Linked DNA regions of Xenopus laevis: region 2 is linked to region 1. The links are chromatin contacts, called in public Hi-C maps. All regions are on one chromosome and are shown on one strand. Each heading gives the region's core, a stretch centred on a gene start, on an enhancer-like site or on the middle of the called end of the contact. The rest is flanking DNA. Distances are from core to core; before and after follow the strand shown.

Region 1 (4,010 bases), core at 1,040-3,539:
GAAGGACAATCATCCAAATCCAATCATACAAATCCATGACTGTATAAATGTTTATACATGAATTTTATTTACATGATACCCACAAGCAGACCTGCTAATCCTGTAACCACCCAAATCTGTGTTTGTTTTATGAAACTAACTTCCTGAATGAAATGGAGCATTGTTATAAAGGGAAGTATTATACTGCAGCGATAATCTGCTTTGGAACAAAGAAAAACCATGCTAAACATTACATTCAGAACAATTAGTTGTTCTTTGACCCTGCCTGGTTCTATCAGCTCTCTCTCCACCTAGTGGGCTCATTCCAAGATCACGCTGCAGTGTTCCTTTGACAGAGCCACCTATGTACTACCCACCCCAACTATGACTAAATACTGGTATGACTGCTTTGCAATGCACTGAACACAATATGTGTGAATAAAACGTAGGCGCCCATTCATAAGAAAAGGTAATCCGTGTTATGAAGTCATTTTTCGGTTTACTATCATTAAGGGAGGGAGTCGATAGGAGGGTGAGGAAAAGAATTTATTCGGCAGGCATGGATCCGCAGTGAATGATTTAGTGAAACCGTGGCAAAAATTGGCACGCATAAAAATTGTCATGTGTCAAAATTATTCGGATGCCCATTGACTTTAATGCATTTGGACAAAAGATTGCCGCTTGTGTCAAAATTGATGCACGCCAAAATTATTTTGATGTCCATTGATTTTTTTAGGAGTTTTGCAAATTTTTCAGCGAAGCAAAACAGGACAGATCATCAAAAATGAAAGACACAAACTGCAAAGAAGGGGCATGAGGATCAAAAGGAGAGGAGTCCAGAGTTTGTTAGGTCAAGTGCTAAAACAGTTCATAGAGAGGGTATTTTAACTTACTTCTGTTTGTGAAAGATATTTAACTAAATAATCTATTTGGAATTCAAGGCTCAGACAATTAAGCTGGCCATAGAGTCAAAGATCCGCTCATTTGGAGACATCGCCAAACGAGCGGATCTTTCCCCGATATGCCACTAACTGCATGGCTATATCGGGGGTAATTCGAGCGTTCGGCTGTATGGCCGAACGATCGAATTACGATGCGCCAAGGGGCTCCGACGGGTCGGTCGGGTAAAAATCCAACCTTCCCGATCGATATCGTGGCCAGATATCGATCGGGAAGACCCGTCGGAAGCCCCCATACACGGGCAGACTGTTAAACCGGTCCAAACGACCGATATCGGCAGCTTTATCTGCCCGTGTATGGCCACCATTACTCTCTTCTTTCCTCCAGCAGACAGCGCTGTGGAAATTCAGCTACTGGAGACCACTTGAGGTTTCCTTCACAAACCTGCAAATACGATACGATCCTGATAGCGCCAACTCTGCTCATATCTTGCACAAATCCAGGTACTCTGCATTCTCTGAACAGAAAGTGATTAGCTCACATAAATGACTTTGGCACAAGGTTAACAAATATGCTGTCACCCTCCTGCTTATTAGCTTAACTGTAGAAGTGATAGCTCAAGTAAGGGAACTAAGCAGCCAACTCAGGAACCACCGAGCTGCTCACATGCAGAGCCCAAGGGAGGGTCACCTAGTGCCAAATCCATTTTTTTGCTTAGCAGTCCTGATGAATGTTTCCAATGCAATGATTTATCTGCACTACTAATGGTGAATCAAGGGTATGCAATGGCACAAAGACTGCACAATAAATATTTTATCTGTCATCCTCTCATGACTTCACTAATAGGAGAGATGCAGAAAGCAAGGTTTATTCAAGGTCAGCCAGCATATCTGGAAACATGGCCTTCTGTTTCATATTTATCCTTTCTGTAAGTACAAAAAAATCAATGTTTTCGATTTAAGCAGCTTCAGACAAAAGAGTATTTTGTTGTAGGCTTGAGTGCTAGGTAGGATTTACAGTAGAACTGGGCAATGTTACCTTATTGTGTTCTCCTTATTGAAACTTCTGAGGTTACTTTTCTAATTTGGTGAGGATCTGTTAACAGTGGAATGAGCATGCACTCCCTTAGACACACCAAGTTGGATAAAATCTCGTTCTTTATTCCATAAGTTAAAAGCAACTGTCCTAACGCATTTCGCATCTAGAGATACATAATCATAGGCACCGGGGCCACGCACCCAGGTCAAGTCCCATATGGGGCGAGCTTCCGTTTTTATTAGAAGTTGGATTTTCACTTTCTGGATAGTCACAGTTTTTCCTTGTTTGAGGATCTGTTAATGCTTTGCTCCCAAGGCATATAGTGGATGGTCTGAGCAGGCTGTGTACCCTAGGCAGGTGCTAAGTGCTGTGTTTTCCTGCAGCCCCATGCATTCCCTATTCTTCACCTGAAAGTGGTGCAGGTTACTGTATGTTCCAGAGGACATCCGCACTCTCTGAACACATTGCTGCCGAAGAGCTGCATCTAAAGGCAGTGCAACATTGCACATTGACCCGTATTAAAGGGGTTGTTGTTGTTCACCTTTCAAACACTTTTTTCAGTTCAGTTGTTTTCAGATTGTTCGCAATAAACAGACTTTTTTTCAAATGCTTTCCATCTTTTATTTTTTCCAACTCTCCCAAAATTTAAGCATAAAGTTTGATCTCTGGTGTTTCAGTCTGGCAGCTCAGATCCAGGCACAATGATACATTTAGTTGATACATTTCTCAGCAGCATCTGTGGAATATTAGCAACTATTATATCAATTCTAACAGCTGCCTTTAATGATACTCAGGAATTCTGCTCAGTAGGGACAAGATAACAAATGTATCAACTAAATGTATCAATTTAGAACAGTTAAATATTCGATGACCCCCACAAGCTGCTTTAGAAGGTGAAAAATTAAACTTTATACTTCAATATTAGAAAAATGGTCACAAATAGAAAGTAATTGGAAAAAGTTTTTATGGTGAACAATCTGAACCAATGTCAATTTGGCAGCTTTTCTGTGGTGATTAACAGGAGGAAACAATGTGGAAAGTAGCTTACTATGCAGCATCTGGCCCACTGGGATTGTTTGGAAAAAAATTGCACTTGCTACAAGCAGCTCTCTGCTTTGAGGGCTATGGTCATAGTCCCAGTAGCATTTGCAGTGAGGCTAATCAGCCATGGTGCTACAGGGCTGTTATTCAGCTATTATGATGCAAAATGCACAGGTTTGTCTATGCTGACATACAGATATATATATGCAGACATAAGAATATTTAATATATATATATATACAGACATAAGAATATTGAATGATGATATACCTAAAGTATGTATTGTATGCTGGTCCTTAAAGGAGAACTAAAGCTTAACTAAAGAAGTAGCTAGAAATGTTGTACATTATGTTTTGGGCTTCTATTCCAGCCCAAGGCAACCACAGCTCTTTAGTAGTAAAGATATGAGCCTCCAAAGATGCCCCAGTAACTCCCCATCTTCTTTTCTGCTGATTCACTGCACATGTTCTGTGTTGCTGTCAGTTAATGAATGTGGGGACCAACTCAAAATATACTGTACACAGAATATAAACGTCACAATAGAAGGCTGATCCCACTGAGCCTGTGAGTGTCGTAGACACTTTCCAAGATGGTGATGCCCTGTGGCAAGTTTGAAGTCTTGGATCATTGCTGCTATCAAGAAGCTGAAAGTTTAGGGTGGTGCAATAAGTTGTTTATTAAATTTGGTATTTTTAATCATTAAGGGTTTACTTCTTTAAGCTCAGTTCACTGACAGCAGCCCTGCTTTGAGTCAACAAAGTAGAAGATCCATAGAGCTCCTGAAGGCATTTTTGGTGGTGCAGATATTTACTGCTAAAGGGCTTTTATGGATACAGTCAGGGCAGCCATCAAGAATGAATATGAGGTCATGCTGACAGGGCCAGGAAAGATGTAAGAGTATGATCTGCAAAACAAAGGGCAAGACATATGGGGTATTGGCAGAGTTGTGTTGTTCCACTTGCGGCCTAATCTAAACCCCACATACATAAAACAGCTTTATGTACAGAGATGCTGCAAATATTTTATTTTAGATTAATGTTGTGAAAGGGACA
Region 2 (4,010 bases), core at 603-3,102, 250 kb before region 1:
GGTGGCCAACTACGTCAAAGTCATCCCATGTGTGGCCAGTCCGACGCTCAATTTTCATATGATTCATTAAGCATTCTATTGCTTCATTATACATTTTATACAAGTACAAAGTTTTACCTGCAACTTACTTGCTGCTTTCAAAATTAAAACTCCCAAACATGATTGCCCTTTTATTGGCCACCACTGGGATCACCTGACTATAGCTGGGAAGGGTGGGAGCTACAACATGGAGCTGGCCACTGCTCCTGTATAAACTATAACAAAGTTATTAGTGCTCACTACTAATTTAAAAAAAAACATTATGGTACAATGAGGCTGTCACCACAAAAATACATATAGACAAATACAAGAGATCCTCTGCATGCAACCAATTATCAATGTATTTAAGACATGGACAAACAATCCCTGTTTTGTTTAAAGGGTAAGGCATTTTTTAGTAGCTGTATGTCCAAAATGTCTCAATGTCTTAAATATATTGATAATGGGTTACTAGATATTTTTTTTTTACTCTACATCTCTCAGGGCTTGGAACTTTAACTGCTATTTCGCTTCCAGAACTTAAAAACTCTAGTAACCAATTTGTAGTAACTAAGAATGGAAGATCAAAAGGGTAGTGCCAGAATGTAAAAGAAATATACAGTATAATATTGAACACAATCTGTTTTTAGTTACTGGATCGGTGTCTCCGGCAATTGGATACCATTTTCAGGCTGGGAATAGATTGAATAGGTTGAATACAAAATAAATACAAAATAAATATTGAAGCCAAATAAAACATTACTTAGAATAGCTCCATCTATATCTCTTATGTATATAATCCTTTGTGACCAAGAGAATAAAGGTACAGGACTGTGAGTTTGCATGGAAGGACACTGGAATGGCATATTTTTTTTTTACCTTGCAGGCCAACTCTTCCTTCTCATTTTGAAATGTGGCCACAAACTCATAGATTTTCTCCCATTCCTTGAAGTATTGATCGCGAAATACCCCTCCACCAGAAAACATTGCCCAAAACCTATAAGGCAGAAGCAGCAGCCGCTCCACTAGTCCACTGATACCAGGAAAGATGCTAAGCCACGCAAGCATAGATCCAATGCTTCCAGCAACATAGCTCACAGTGCGGCTTGTGTTCAGCAAAGCACTGTAGGCTAATGGTCCAGTAAAGGCCAAATAGACAAGACCAATACGATAGAGACGGAGACTAAGTTTTTCTTGCTTCTCTTGTTGCAGCCTATATTTTCTGTGTTGCTGGGAGGTGATGGTTGCAGTGAGGCTGATTGGGATCATGGAGACAGCACGGCCATAGAAGATTGGGGAGGTAAGGAATGCTGCTATAAGGGTGCTTTTCAGATCTGACGTTTGTTCACCAACAGTGGCCACAAGATGCACTCCCAGTGCAACTGCCAGTGGCAGCACTACCATGTAGAAACTGCTAAGGAAAGAGAGTCCAATAGTTGCCACTATTCCAAAATAAATACCTGTTGCCACCTGTCCCATAAAACGGATGGGGCTAGCAGATGGTTCACCTTCCTTCACCTCAATATTTCTTTTCTCTTGACGATTATATTTGTATACGTGTCCAGGAATCTTCCAGAAATCCCACATCCAACCTGTACCAAATCCTCCAAGAGTGAGCATCCAAAGCAAGGCATGGCTGTCTCGTCCAAGATAGATATGATAGAGTCCTAATGGGCCCCCTAGCACCCATAGTCCATATGCAGCTAGAAGACTTTTCCCCATGCTGAAATATCAAAGCAAGTACAATCCCAGAGGGTAAGATACAATTATGTACATTTTTCTTGTTTGGTATATTCTCAGAGATGGACCTGAGTGCAGTTCAGTACACAATGACTTACTCTTCACACTGAATCAGGAATGTAGACTTTGCACTTATCAGCAGTGACTTCCTTCTGGTGTACTGGGGAATTGTCCCAAAGGTCACAAATGTTGCTACAATCCAGTTACCTCTGCTATTTACATTAGTAGTTAGAATGCGGTGAAAATATGCAGTGACATCATAAGCGTACATTTGTAGCATTGTAAATCCCTACAAACATTCATTCACATCCACCTTTGCTAATTTCAAAATTTTACATGAACAATCGTTTGCTGAATTTAACCTTAGCTCTTCCTAACTAAAGCCCAAACAATGGAAAATGTAATCAGGTTTGTGCAACATAGTGAAAAAGGGAACGGCTGCTGACTTTTGGCCTAGGGGAAAATATAGATAAGTGTCCCGTAAACTAGTGGCACTGATCCACATGGCAGCAAGTGCTTACTATATTATCAAGATTCTTTTATTATAACAAAGGTTGCCGAAAGCCAGTATGAGCACTACCACTGTAGGTAGAATATCAATAGTGTATAAAAGACAATTAAATATGGAGAGGAGGATATACTCACAGTTCACCCCAGTCCATGGGTGCATATACATAAGAAAACCAATGATTGTGAGTCCCTCCAAAAAAGTAAATCAAAAAGTAATAAAAAGTACAAAAATGTTTATTGGGACATAATCGACAAAGGCTTGTCACGTTTCGTGCATATTTGGGGCACTTACTCATAGGCTGGGTAAGTGTCCCATGAGTAAATGCCCTAATAGGCATGAAAGGCGTCAGGCCTTTGTCCATTATGTCCTAATAAACATTTTTTTTTACATTTTTGGTGGGATTCACCTTTTCTTCCTAGGTGGGTTGCTTTTTTGACAAACGGTACAGGCTTTTAAAGTTGCACCATTTTACAGTGCATATAAACTAAAACTATAGAAAATGTATTAGAAGGAATGCCTCTCATCAGCTTCATAAATGGTATCAGTAACCAAAATGGGATTTGCAGTTTTGCCCATTAAGAACTATAACTTTTGTATGCATTCCAAGAGAAATGCAAGCAAATCCAAAGCATACAGGTTATTGTAAGTATTTAATAGTCAACCTGTGGCAATAATCCAATTTCAGTTTTCTGTTTATGCTCTTCTTGTGTTATGGAAATATTGCTTTGATTGCATTGGCCTTTATAAAATAGCAAAATTACAAATTGCAAACTGAAAAGGTTATTAAGCGTACCAGAGAATGTCAGGAAATGACCGAAGTATAAACTAAAGGCTAAATGGGGAGAAAAAGAACTGAAATATAATTAAATATGGTGAAATATTTTAAAGTACTATGATCAATAATGAGTTATTGGTAGCCAAGGACATACAAAGTGATGAATTATTTTTGTGTAAAGAGCGGCCTCTTGAATTTTAAAGGCACGTTGTCAAGACTATATAATAGATTATCTTTCCTGTTCACACCCTTGTTCTAGTCCAGTGAAACCAGAATAGTATGTGTAAATATTTTGCATATTTCTTTTGCCATGTTCCAAGTTTTTCTATGACAAATACTTCTCAGACTGTAAGGCCTTATGAGGCTCACTAGAAATTCTACAACCAGATGCAATATATGTTGTATGGTGTAATAACCATGTGAGGCCTTGGTGAACTGACAGTGAGAAACTTTCACAATACCAATGCCATCAATATAAACTTTGTATCATGGATTGGCCTGTGGGGCCTGGGTGGCCTCCCACGGTGGCACTTGCAAGGCGTTAGCTGATATTTGCCCTCTTTATGCATACTTTTAACATACAGTATTAGGATGTGCACTATTCCAATATACTGTATCGGCCACAGAGTATTCACTAAATAAAAAAATATGAAAGAAGGAAAGGTTTAAGAACCAATGCACTGTTGGCACTGGCACAGCTTAGCTTGTAGTGTGATGGTTTTATAGAAAGAAAAGCTGCTCTGCATGTCCCTGCCTTTATAAAGATGATTATTCTCAGTTCATTTCACATTTAAAGGCTTCATGTAGTGAAAATTAGAAACACTGCAATAGGAAGGAGTGTAAGTTGATCGGGGCATGATAAATGCTCAAAAGTAGTACCATCATTTGAAGATCATGGGTGCAATCTGTAAACATAGCTTTGCAGTTCCCAACTGTCACATTATCATACTTTGTAAACATGTCTCA

Evidence for each region. A called contact is a pair of places that touch in the nucleus more often than the background predicts.
Region 2: a Hi-C map of the XL177 cell line shows a contact between it and region 1, with 4 times the contacts expected there. The contact joins the promoter of dnajc22.S here to the enhancer-like site in region 1. A contact is called at or near these places in 2 of 4 Hi-C or Micro-C datasets (the XL177 cell line and the XTC cell line).

Annotation. Positions count from the first base shown.
Region 1 is chr2S:128,220,805-128,224,814 of Xenopus_laevis_v10.1, reverse strand. No RefSeq gene overlaps it. Among protein-coding and RNA genes, the nearest start is that of tuba1c.S, 14 kb to the right of the region's middle. Within about 2 kb of position 2,289, at least 1 of the 7 cell types and tissues checked has an H3K27ac peak or open chromatin away from gene starts, as enhancers often do.
Region 2 is chr2S:128,471,846-128,475,855 of Xenopus_laevis_v10.1, reverse strand. It overlaps dnajc22.S (dnaJ homolog subfamily C member 22), which reads right to left and starts at 1,852. Exons shown (of 2, transcript XM_018250003.2): 1 at 898-1,852. The coding sequence starts at 1,740.